Regions from separate parts of the Sus scrofa genome. Here regions 2 and 3 are each linked to region 1. Evidence: chromatin contacts called from public HiChIP or PLAC-seq data. All regions are on one chromosome and are shown on one strand. Each heading gives the region's core, a stretch centred on a gene start, on an enhancer-like site or on the middle of the called end of the contact. The rest is flanking DNA. Distances are from core to core; before and after follow the strand shown. Region 1 overlaps CTIF (CBP80/20-dependent translation initiation factor). Region 2 overlaps DYM (dymeclin). Region 3 overlaps DYM (dymeclin).

Region 1 (3,764 bases), core at 19-2,518:
CTCCAATCCTCAGACTCCTGGGAACATGGGGCAGCCCCGGGGAGGTTGAGCCTCTATCAGCTGCAGACAAGGAGGGTGCTTGCTGATGGAGTGAGGGGTGCTGGTGGCCATCCCCCTACTAGACGGCCGCACCTGGGCCTGCAGGAAGGCACCCATTGGTATGGGCTTGGGGGGTTGCAGAGTGTTGGCTTCTGCCCTCAGAAGGTTAGGTAGAAGCTGTGCTGAGGGGAGGGATGGCACTCCACAAACTTGACCGTGTGAGGGCAAAGGAGTAGAATGAGATGGGTTCCCGCCCCTCCTTGCACTCCCCTCCCCTCTCCTCCGTCCCCAAACCTCCAGCCCAGACATCACCCCACCAGGCTCCTTCCCCCTCTGGTGTGGTGACTTGAACAATTTCTCCTCAGCATCTCCTCAGCTTACCAAAGCTCAGGAGCCACATAGCCTCAGGGCTCTGCAGAAATACTGTCTTCTCTTCCCCACACAGCGCTGGAGGCTTCTGCATCTTAAACAAAACCCCAGTTGAAAGACACTGTTTTTGAATTATCCTGTGTCTTGCCCCAGGCTTTCGAAAAGGACACATTTTGATCATTTCTCTTTGAATTCTCTTGTCAGACAAATGTTCCCTCTGCTGTCTTTTGTCTGACCAGAGGAACTTATTTCCCCTTTTGCCTTCCTGTTAGGAAATGTTGAAACTAAATTCTCTGTCTGTCTGCAGTTAATTCTGAGCTCACCCTGACCTGGGCAGGCCCGTTTTGCTCTGATCCTCTGGTGAGTGACCTAGTTGAGTGAAGTACAGAATGTGTAGACCCATTCTTGTGAGGTCGACCTGGTGCACCCACTGGACCAGAAACATCACTGAGTCAGGTGGGATTTCTGGCCTCATGGATATGCCCAAGGCCCTCTCCACGAAGGGGCCCGGAAAACCCAGGAAAGGTAAAGTGGGATTTCTGACCTCATGCCACCTCATACCAGCGTGTCCAAGCGCTCTCTTCACACAGGACCCAGGAGAGGACAGGAGACCAGCTGACAGGGGGGCAAGTGAGACTTGGGGTTAATCACCCCATTTACCTGCTTGGCCCGAATAAAGACAGGATGAGAACCACCCCAAGCCCCCAAGAATATGAGGGACAAATGAGCTTTCAGAATGAAAATCACTCCCCTCCAAAATGATGTCCAGGCTGCACTCCCCCACCCACGAAGCCACTGAGTGCTTGAAGGAATAAAAATGAGGGAGCAGCCCTGTTCCTCCAGCAGGTGGTGCTGTTGCAGTGTGAACTCAGGGTTGGTGGGAAGGGGCTGCCCCACACTGGACTGAAGCTACTGAAAGCCTGGTTCCCAGCCCTTCAGATTGGAAGGAGTGACTTTATTGTTCCCTAGAGCTATGCCAGCTCTGTTGCCAAGTCTTCTGGAAACTTCCAGGATATGCTAACTCACAGACATAAGGATTATTAAAATATTCTGAGATGCCAAGGAGCAAAGTCATGTAAAAACTAAGTCCCACCTCACTAGCCCAGGCCGTTCCTTGTCCGCAAGTTCTGCTTCATGTCCCTTCTTGGTCCCACGGGGTGTGACTTCATTGGTTGAGTCCACCAGGATTGACTGGGCACCTTTCTGTAGACCAGGTATGGTCTTAGCCATGATGGACTGAGGTGGTTTTTTTTTTATTTATATTTTTATTTTATTGCAGTATAGCTAACTTAGAATGTTGTATTAGTTCCAGGTGTACAGCCAAGTGAGTCAGTCACACATAGAAATATAGCCATTCTTTTTTCCCATACTAGTTATTACAAACTATTGAGTAGATTTTCCTGGGTTATAGAGTAGGTTCTCATTAGTCAGTGAGTATATATTGTGTATGTGTTATTCCCACCCTCCCAATTCTTCCCTCCCCCCAGCAGTTTCACCTGTAGAAACCATAAGGTTGGTTTTGATGGACTGAGTTTAAATGCAGGGGCCACTGCCTTTCCAGTGAACCAGGACATGCCATTCTCCTGATGTCCCCATAATGAGTATCTAGCAATGACTGTATTGCCATGCAGACACTGGCCTTCTAGGTTCCAGGAACTGTGAGGGGCTTTCTCTTTCTTATCTTACCTATTGCTGCATCATGTCTGTGAAGTGTGTGCCGTTACTGATCTCTTTTTACAGACCGTGTTGTCTCTGGTCCAATGTCACCTTCTTAGTAAGGCCTCCTGAACTCCCTGTTCTGTACTCCTCACCCCCCACCTTTATTTCTCTTCGTGGAACGCATCACACATGCTTTATTTATTTTTGTGGTCTGCATTCTCCCACTGGAAAGTCCCATTCTCTGAGGGCTCATACAGTGCTCCTTAAATATTGGGTGAATGACAGGAGAACCACTTGTTCCTGTAAGTGGACTCACTCCTAGTGTCCCTGTCCCACCCACCCCCCACCCCATCCAGAACCTGTGCCTCCTTCACATGGGGACACCGTCCGAGCTACGTGTCTGCACATGTCCTTTCTGAATTCTCATAACTGCCCTGTAAAGTGTAGATACTAGTCTTATCGTCAGCATGCGGACAAGAAAACTGAGATCAAATACGTGGCCCCAAATCTCATGGCTTACAAATGGGGGAGTGGGATTGGAATTCAGGCAGCCTGGCGCCCCTTTGTAAGGAGTGCCAAGGAGGAAGAGGTGATGGAAAACCATTTTCTAATTCTAGGCGACTATAGTCACGTACAGCAAGTGAGGGGTGAATGTCATTTCCTTAATAAGCAAGAACAAGAAAATGGATATCTTTTTTTTTTTCTTTCTCTAGTGCTAAAGGCACTAAAAATGGAAAGAGAGGAGGAGGGGGTGGGGAGAGGGAGAGAGGAGCCCCTACTGACACCTTTGACAGAGGAAGAGAGATTGTTCCTTTTTTTTTTTTAATTGGAAAGGTTTCCCATGGCCTCCCCCCAACTCGTGCTGACTCCAGATCCTGCCCCAGCTCTGAGGCAGAATGCTCTTCTAGGAGAGAACCTCTGCTCTCCTGGCGCCCCCTCCTCAACTCCCCCACCCCCCATCCCCCACCCTCACCTCCTGCTTCCTCCTGCAGGATAAAAATAGGTGCCCATACAATAAAGGAGGAGACCAGGAATTCTTCGATCCATGGTTTCCTGTCTGAGGCCATAGGTAGCAAAGGCAGTAGGCAGTGTGCGCTGTGAGGCCAGCCTATTTTTGTTTTTTGTGAGTCTTTTTACAAGCAATTATTGCTTTCAGGGTGAGGAGCTTAGTTGGGGACAGCTAAAACCATTCCTAGGAAGCAGGTCACCAGCCGAGTCTAGGTGAGACTCTTCTCCACAGTCTCGGAGAAGGGGCCAAATGCAGGGTGCTGGGGCTGGAGGGGGCAAGTACATTCTGGCTTTGGGGGATCCCAGAAGTACCTGCCTCCCTTACATGACAGCCTCAATTATCCCTAGCACAGTTAGGGTCTTAGAATTTGGCAAACTGTGGCCTGCAGACCAGCCTTCCAGCTTGTTTCTGCAAATAAAGTTTTATTGGCACATGGCCACACCCACTGGTTTGTTCACTGGCTGTGGCTGTGTTTGTGCTACAAGACAGAGTTGAGTAGCTGCAATGTTGCCCCTTCCGTCTGCCAAGCCTGAAATATTTCCTATCTGGCCCTTTATTGGAAAAGGCTGATAAGCCCTGAGAGTTAAAACAGGTGACAAAATCCTGAAGCTCGTGCAGTTGTCATCTGAGACCCCTTTAGTTCTCTGTGCAGAAGATCCTGGAGTCCATCCAAAATGATTCTCTTCTG
Region 2 (3,637 bases), core at 934-3,433, 370 kb after region 1:
CTGACAGACATTAGACAAGGAGGCTGCAACGGGTGCTCTGGCTCACCTGTGATTATGTGCTTCCTGTGCAGAAAAGCAAATATTTTGCGTCTCTGAGAATGAACCTAGGCCACAGAAGTGGCCGTGGACTCAGTATGATTCTGAAGTCCCGTCCACCTCTGCCCGTAGGGGCTACAGGTCTGCTCAGGGCGATCAGGGGCCCTCTCCCTCTGAGAAGCTCCTTCCTCCGGCTCAGGGGGGAAACTGCAGGTCACACAGACCCCAAAAGAGTTTAAAGCCAGAAATGGAGAGAAATGTTTTTCATCTCATACGGAATACTGCATTAATCAAATTGGTCTCCTCTTTCTCCTGTTCATCTGGTTGAAGAAAAAAGATTGCTTTCAACATGAAGCTTTTTTTCCCCCCATGATTAATACAGAGTAGATTAACTTAATTTGTGCTAGACTCCAATTTAATTCAGCTACAGCTCAGAGGCCAAATCCACAGAAAAGCTAATCTGGGCTTCACGAGAAGGATCCATTTTTTTCTTTGAGGGAAAGAGGCCAAGCATCTAAAGGCTTAGATCCAACTGCTCTGGCTGACATCACGGGCCCTCTGAAAGGCAACTACACCACACACACAGCTTCATTTTCTTATTAACTCATGTCATCTTTTCAGACTGATGTTTCTTAATGTTGAAACACATGCACACACACATGACCAAAACAAAAAGCTTGAACATGCAAAAAAAAAAAAAAAAAAGTATGTGTTGGTAAAGTGTTACATGCCTAAGGCATCAGGTTTCTAGAAAAGCTCATGATTTTTGGTTTAGAAATAAAATTGCATGTGAAACGGCAGGTTTTTACATTTATTATTGTTCTGTGCCCCCACCCCCCACGCTATCATCTAAACTGAGTGATCTACTGCCAACTGGCACCAATTCTGCAAACCCGAGTGTGCAAGGGAAACACGCCAGTGTGATCCTCCTCAATGGAAGACACGCCAGGGACTCTGTCTACCTCTGTTCCCCAGAAAAACATCACTAGAAGAGCTGCTTGGCTGGAGGGGGTCAGGCTGGGAGGCAGCGTCCCGCCCTCAGTCGGAATCCATGGTGAACAGCTGGATGTCCTGCGGGTTCCAGTATAGGCCTACTGCTGTGTTGTACACCAGGGACCAAACGTAGGGGATAAAAAACTCCTCGGGCTGCTCCTCTTCCACATATTTGAATTTCAGTTCTGGAAATTTCTGTAACGAAAACAAGACAATTTGGTCAATCCCATAGTCCCATGAAAAGGAGCAGTTTATACCTCCTCTGAGGGGTCAGAGGGCCTGAGAGCCCCAGGGACACAAGATCCAGCTTGCCGCTCCGGGGGCGTGTGAGTCACCTGTAGGGAGGGCACACAACCCCACTGGCCCTGGTCAGGGGTGACCATGTGCTGAGAGGAGCAGGGACCAGAACAGTGGACAAGGCGGGGTGAGAAACGCCAGAGTGGGAAACAGCGGGCAGTGTTTGAGCAAGACTGTCTCCTGCACACCGCCGCCCACTGGGTCTTCCTGAGACACCTTCCTCTGGCTGAAGTTCCCCTCAGAACTCCTTGGCCTTGACCCTGAGGGCGGGCGGTGAGCACAGAGGGCCAGCAGTGCTGTGGGTCGCCCCTGCTTTGTGGAGGGGACCTGTGCCTGAGGCGCAGGGAAGGCTTAGTCGCTGCTCTGCAGAGACAGCATGTGCAGTTCCCAGGTCTAGTAAGTAGCACTTTCATTGGGCTTTTGATTTTGTTCTCGTTCTACTCCCGATCTACATATTCCCGCCAGGGCAGAGGAGGTGATTCTCCTCTCCGCAGCCCGAGGAGCCCAGGATTCAGCTAAAAGCCCCACCCACCGCTTCCCTGGCCAAGGTGACTCTGGCAGGAGAGGCTGCAGTTTGGTGATGGTGGCAGGGGTAGGGGGCTGGGGAGAAGCAGGCAACAGCGGAGGGAGAGAGCTGGCAGAGGGCGAAGGGGAAACACTCCCATGAACGCGTGGCCCACGAGGGCAGAGATTTCTACATCCACTGTGTCTGCTGCTGTATCCCGACAGAGAGTGGCCGGACACTTAGTAAATAACTTGCAGAATGAAGCAATCAACCATCTAAGGCTCAACTACGTCCCAGGCACAAGGGTAACCACTTCACGTAAGGCATCTTGCTCAATCCCTCTTATTCATTCCTACACTGGCTGAGCGTCTGCTCCTCAGCACAGGTGGGGGCTGAGCACCAGGACCCGGGGATGCAGGGCCAGCAGCTCCACACAGTTCCTGTCCTCTCGGACGAGCGTCCTTGTGGAGCAGAGACAAAGGAAACAGCAGTAGCAACAGCAAAACAATGATCACCGAGAAGTGAGAAGGGAAGGACAGGAGGCTCCAGAGGCCTGGTGGTGGAGGAGGCAGCCAGGTGAAGAGGGAAGCGTGTTCCTCCTGAGGGAGCAGTACGGAAGGAAGGCATGAGGTGCTTTACACTGGGGGGCAGAGTAAGTCCCGGTGAGCAGGGCCCACAGTGGAGGACGGAGCTGCAGGAAGAATCCAGCTCGCTGCGCGAAGGTCCCAGAAGCATCCGAAAGGTCTCAGAAAGGGGCCCGATGGGACTGGCTCTGAGCAGGGACTGGATCACAGAGGGGAGAACTGGGGGGCACCCAGCAGGGGTGGGGCCTGGGCCAGGTGAGGAGCAAACAGGCCGGAGCTAAAAGGACACTAGTTGGGTGGATTTAAAAGATTTTAAACAGAAAGGAGGGTGGTGGTGGAGGGAGTAGGGGAGCTACATACACACACAGGTTTAAAGGTTCTTAAAACAACATCTGCTTATCTACAGAAAAAAACCCCAAACTCACGGACATGGAGAACAGACTTATGGTTGCCATGGGGGAGGGGGAGGGACTGGGATGCCCTGGGCGTTGGGGGTTGGTAGTTCACACTATTGCATTCAGAGTGGATAAGCAGTGACATTCTGCTGTACAGCACAGGGAGGTATATGTAGTCACGTGATGGAACATGATGGAGGATAATGTGAGAAAAAGAATGTACGTATATGTGTAACTGAGTCACTTTGCTGTACAGCAATAATTGACAGGACACTGTACATCACCTATACTTAAAAAAACAAACCCCAAACCAAAAAACAAAACAACATTCGTAATGATTAAGACTGAACATTTAAGTGCTGGATCCTGAGAGTTCGAGAATGATGAGTGGGGGCTGAGTTGAGCAGGAAATGCTTTGCGGCAAGGTGAGTTTTGAGTTAAATCCTGAAAAAGGTACAGGGATTCATGAAAAAGGAGGCTCCTCTGGTCATGGATGTTACTTCAACATACCACAGACAGCACAGTCCCCATTTATTACGACTTTAATGAAAACCAACTCTATTCCACGCTCCCAGGGCATCAGTAGATACAGAATATACAGCAAGGAGTTGTTTTTTTTTTTGGTCTTTTTGTCTTTTTGTCTTTTCTTGAGCCGCTCCCATGGCATATGGAGATTCCCAGGCTAGGGGTCGAATCTGAGCTGTAGTGGCTGGCCTACGCCAGAGCCACAGCAACATGAGATCCAAGCCGCGTCTGCGACCTACACCACAACTCATGGCAGCGGATCGTTAACCCACTGAGCAAGGCCAGGGACCAAACCCGCAACC
Region 3 (3,792 bases), core at 1,135-3,634, 500 kb after region 1:
TCCACAGCTCACGGCAATGCCAGATCCTTACCCAAGGCCAAGGATTGAACCTGTGTCCTCATGGATACTAGTCAGATTCGTTTCTGCTGAGCCATGACAGGAATTCCTAAGGTTAATTTCTTAGTTTTGAAAAATATTCTGTGGTTATGTAAGATATTTACAAAAGGGAAAGCTGGGTGAAGGACATACAGAAATTCTTTAAAACTCTTTTAAAGAATTCTTTTCTAAGTCTAAAATTATCTGAAAATAATAAAGGAAGGAAGGACTGAGGGAGAGGAGAAAGGAGGGAAGGGGAGAAGGAGGGCAGGAGACAGTAAGTCATATAACTTGACAAAAATGTAAAGACCTATACCTACAAAGAAGAGTATAAGGTTAAAAGTATAAGTTCCATTTTCCCTTCCCTTTAGTCTAACTCCCCACAGGTAGCCACTATTTAATAGTTTCTTATTCCTTATTCTAGAAAAACTAAATGCATATTTTCAAACATACATGTACACATAACCTACATACTTAGTATAAAGAGTGGTTTTCTGTTTGTTTCTATTGATTTAATTATTATAGATATTTTATCATATAAACCTATACGGACTGAATTCATTTTACAAAATGATGGCAGAATATTGCATTGGATAAATTTATACTGTAATCAGTCCCCTACTGCCAGATTGTGCTTGTTTCCGTTTTTTTGCTCTTCAAGGAGGCTGAAAAATACACACACCTTTGTGTAACTGCTTATCTAACTGACTGGCAGTTTCTCAAGTCACCGCTCAAGAAACATATTCTCTCTCCTTGAAAATATTAACTTTTTAAAAGTACAAAATTTATTTTTCTACTTTATACTCAAGCCATAATGCCAGCCAAGCTGGTATCTATATACCATTACATTCAACACACAGTTCTTTTTTCCCGAGTGCTCCAAGTCCTACTTTTTTGTTTCAATGGCTTCACCGTGATAACATTCTCGCACCATGTACTTTTGTCAATTTAAAATGTACAATTCAATGGGTTTTAGTACATTCAGAATTGTGCGACCATCACCACAATCTAATTTTCCAATATTTCAATCATCCCCGAATCATCAACCATTGGCAGTCATTTGCCATCCTGCACCACACTTCCAGCCCGACGGATTCACTATCTATCTACCTCCTTAGATTCGGCTTCTATGGACATTTCATACAAATGAAACATGGCCTCTGTCATGGTTTCCTCCACTTGGCGTGCTCCCAAGGTTTCTCCATGCTGAAGCACATATTAGGACTCCATTCCTTTTTATTGTCAAATAATATTCCACCGTATGGATATACACATCTATCCATTTACCAGTGGATGAACATTTGGGTCATTGCCATTTTTTGGCTATTGTGCATAAAGGTGCTAAGGACATTCACATGTATGTGTGGACTTATGTTTCCAGTTCTTTGGGTTTATTAATTACCCTATGCTGGGTCATATGGTTATTCTATATTTTTGGCCTTTTGAGGAACTGTGTATTATTTTCCAAAGCAGCCATGCAATTTTACATGCTCACCAAGAGTTGTATGAAGTTCTAATTTCTCCTCCCTCTGACCAACACTTGTGATAATCTGTCTTTTTGATTAATGAATGTGAACTTCTTTGTAGTTGTGATGTGCATTTCCCTAATGGCTAATGATGTTGAGCATCTTTGGATGTGCTTATTGGTCACTTGTAAGTCTTCTTTGGAGAAATGTCTATTCAGACCTTTTGCCCATTTAAAAAAATGTAGTGAACACTTTATGGCTCATTTGAATCACAGTCCAGCAGGGTACTCAGTTTGCCTTCTATAAGATGATTCAGGGGTCCAGACACTGTCATCCATCCCCTGGGATCCTGCAACCTCCCACTGGATTTCCTGCATCTAGCTGGAGGAAGATGAAGGGAGAGAAGTGGTGAAAGATCACTTCCACCTACATTCCACTGGCTAGAGCTTGTCAGATACCCCCAGCAAGATGCAAGGATATTGGAAAATGTTGCTTGGCTGTGTAATCAAGGAGAGGAAATGAGTTTGCTAAGGATCCAGCTAGTCACTGACTTACCCAAGTGCCAGGCCCATGCCTGGCACTCAGGAAAGATAGCTGAATGACTAGACAGATGGCAATATAACTCATTCCTTTGCTCTTGGTGGTCATTCTGGTTTGGTTCATTTTAGGGCCTCTGGAACATATCCAGCTCCGGTAATTCTAAAGTCAGGGAGCACGATGGGAAGTGAAGGTCCATCTTTGGGGCTGAGATTCATCCCTTGATGCCAAAAAAGGTTAGACATGCCTTTGATGCTGCTGCTTATCTGTGTCAGCTAAGGGTGCCTCTGTTATTCCTCCCTCTCCACTGATGTCACATCTCTCCTCCTGCAGGAAGCTCTCCCTGTCACCAGGGGGCACAGACACATCTCCATCCTCTGAACTACTTCCTGTGGTTCTAGAATGTCTCTTCCACACAGGAGCTGCCAGCATAATTGTAGAAGCTGACACTTAATAAGTATGCTGTATGCCAAGGACCCTACCCGGACTCATTACTTAATCTTTTTTTTTTTTTTTTTTTCTTTTTATGGCCACACCTGTTCCTGGGATAGGGGTCTAATCAGAGCTGCAGCTGCTGGCCTATACCACAACCACAGCAACACCAGATCTGAGCCACATTTGTGACCTATCTGCAGCTTGTGGCAATGCCGGATCCTTCACCCACTGAGCAAGGATAGCAATTGAAGCTGAATTCTCACAGACACTACATCCAGTTCTTAACCCACTAAGCCATGAAGTAAACTCCTCATTATTTAATCTTCACAACAACTCTGGGTAGTAGGTTCTACTGTTACTCCCATCTTACATATGAGGCAACTGAGGCCCCAGAGAGGCAAAATGACCTGCCCAAGGCCAGACAGCTACAAAAGAACCAAGCTACAAAATATTTAAAAACTGGACTGTCTTTTTATAATTGACCTCTAAGGGTTCTCTACATGTTCTGAATACTAGCCTCTTATCAGATGTAAGATTTGCGAGTATTTTTCCCCCTATTCTCTGGATTGTATTTTTACTTTCTTAATGGTCCTTTGAGGCACAAGTTTTAAATTTTGATGAAGTTCAATTTATGTATCCTTTCGTTGCTTGTGTTTTTGGTATCATCTATGAAGTCTTTGTCTAACCCAAAGTTTTAAAGATTTACTTCTATATTTTCTTCTAAAGGTTTTACAATTTTATCTCTACATTTAGGTGTATGGCCCATTTTAAGTTAATTTTTGTGTATGGTATGAGAAAGGGGTAACAAATAGTTCTTGAGCACCTATTACACATGCCAGACACCGTGCTGGACATGTGAAACCCAGTGGCAATAATGTGATGTTTTCACGTCTATACCCTTGTTCAAAAAGCATAACCCCTGGAATGTTTTCCAGCCTTAATGTCTCCTTTTAAAAATACCACCCAGCTCAAATTTCAACTCCTTTCAATAAAAATAATTCCTCTTCACCTTCCCCAAAGTTGTTCTCTCCCTCTTCCAAGATGCCACAAGTTTGGTTATAGCTCTCTTATAAAATCTGTCATTTTTGGATTGTATTTTAGTTGTGCATTTGTTTTTTGTAGGTTTTTTTTTTCTTTTTTTTCTTTTTTTTTTTAAGGGCCACTATGGAAGTTTACAGGCTAGAGATCCAATCAGAACTGCAGCTGCCGGCCTATGCTACAGACACAGCAACACAGGATCCAAGCTGTGTCTGTGACCTACGCTGCAGCTCATGGCAACACCGGATCCTTAACTCACTGAGTGGGGCCAAGGATCAAA

The links. HiChIP or PLAC-seq counts read pairs in DNA pulled down with a chosen protein or histone mark.
Region 2: a contact with region 1 is called in an H3K27ac HiChIP or PLAC-seq map of alveolar macrophages. The contact joins two enhancer-like sites. A contact is called at or near these places in 2 of 47 Hi-C or Micro-C datasets (embryonic fibroblasts and mesenchymal stem cells) and 1 of 2 datasets of contacts at active chromatin or transcription factors (alveolar macrophages).
Region 3: a contact with region 1 is called in an H3K27ac HiChIP or PLAC-seq map of alveolar macrophages. The contact joins two enhancer-like sites.

The regions. Positions count from the first base shown.
Region 1 is chr1:98,268,148-98,271,911 of Sscrofa11.1, forward strand. All of the region lies in intron 6 of CTIF (CBP80/20-dependent translation initiation factor), which reads left to right. Among named protein-coding and RNA genes, the nearest start is that of TRNAD-GUC, 42 kb to the left of the region's middle. Within about 2 kb of position 1,269, at least 9 of the 83 cell types and tissues checked have an H3K27ac peak or open chromatin away from gene starts, as enhancers often do. A contact at or near this core is called in alveolar macrophages, where this site is marked.
Region 2 is chr1:98,642,073-98,645,709 of Sscrofa11.1, forward strand. DYM (dymeclin) reads right to left here. Exons shown (of 17, transcript XM_021092922.1): 17 at 434-1,224. The coding sequence ends at 1,075. Among named protein-coding and RNA genes, the nearest start is that of SMAD7, 100 kb to the left of the region's middle. Within about 2 kb of position 2,184, at least 10 of the 83 cell types and tissues checked have an H3K27ac peak or open chromatin away from gene starts, as enhancers often do. A contact at or near this core is called in alveolar macrophages, where this site is marked.
Region 3 is chr1:98,767,702-98,771,493 of Sscrofa11.1, forward strand. The region is part of intron 14 of DYM (dymeclin); the gene reads right to left. Among named protein-coding and RNA genes, the nearest start is that of SMAD7, 230 kb to the left of the region's middle. Within about 2 kb of position 2,385, at least 2 of the 83 cell types and tissues checked have an H3K27ac peak or open chromatin away from gene starts, as enhancers often do. A contact at or near this core is called in alveolar macrophages, where this site is marked.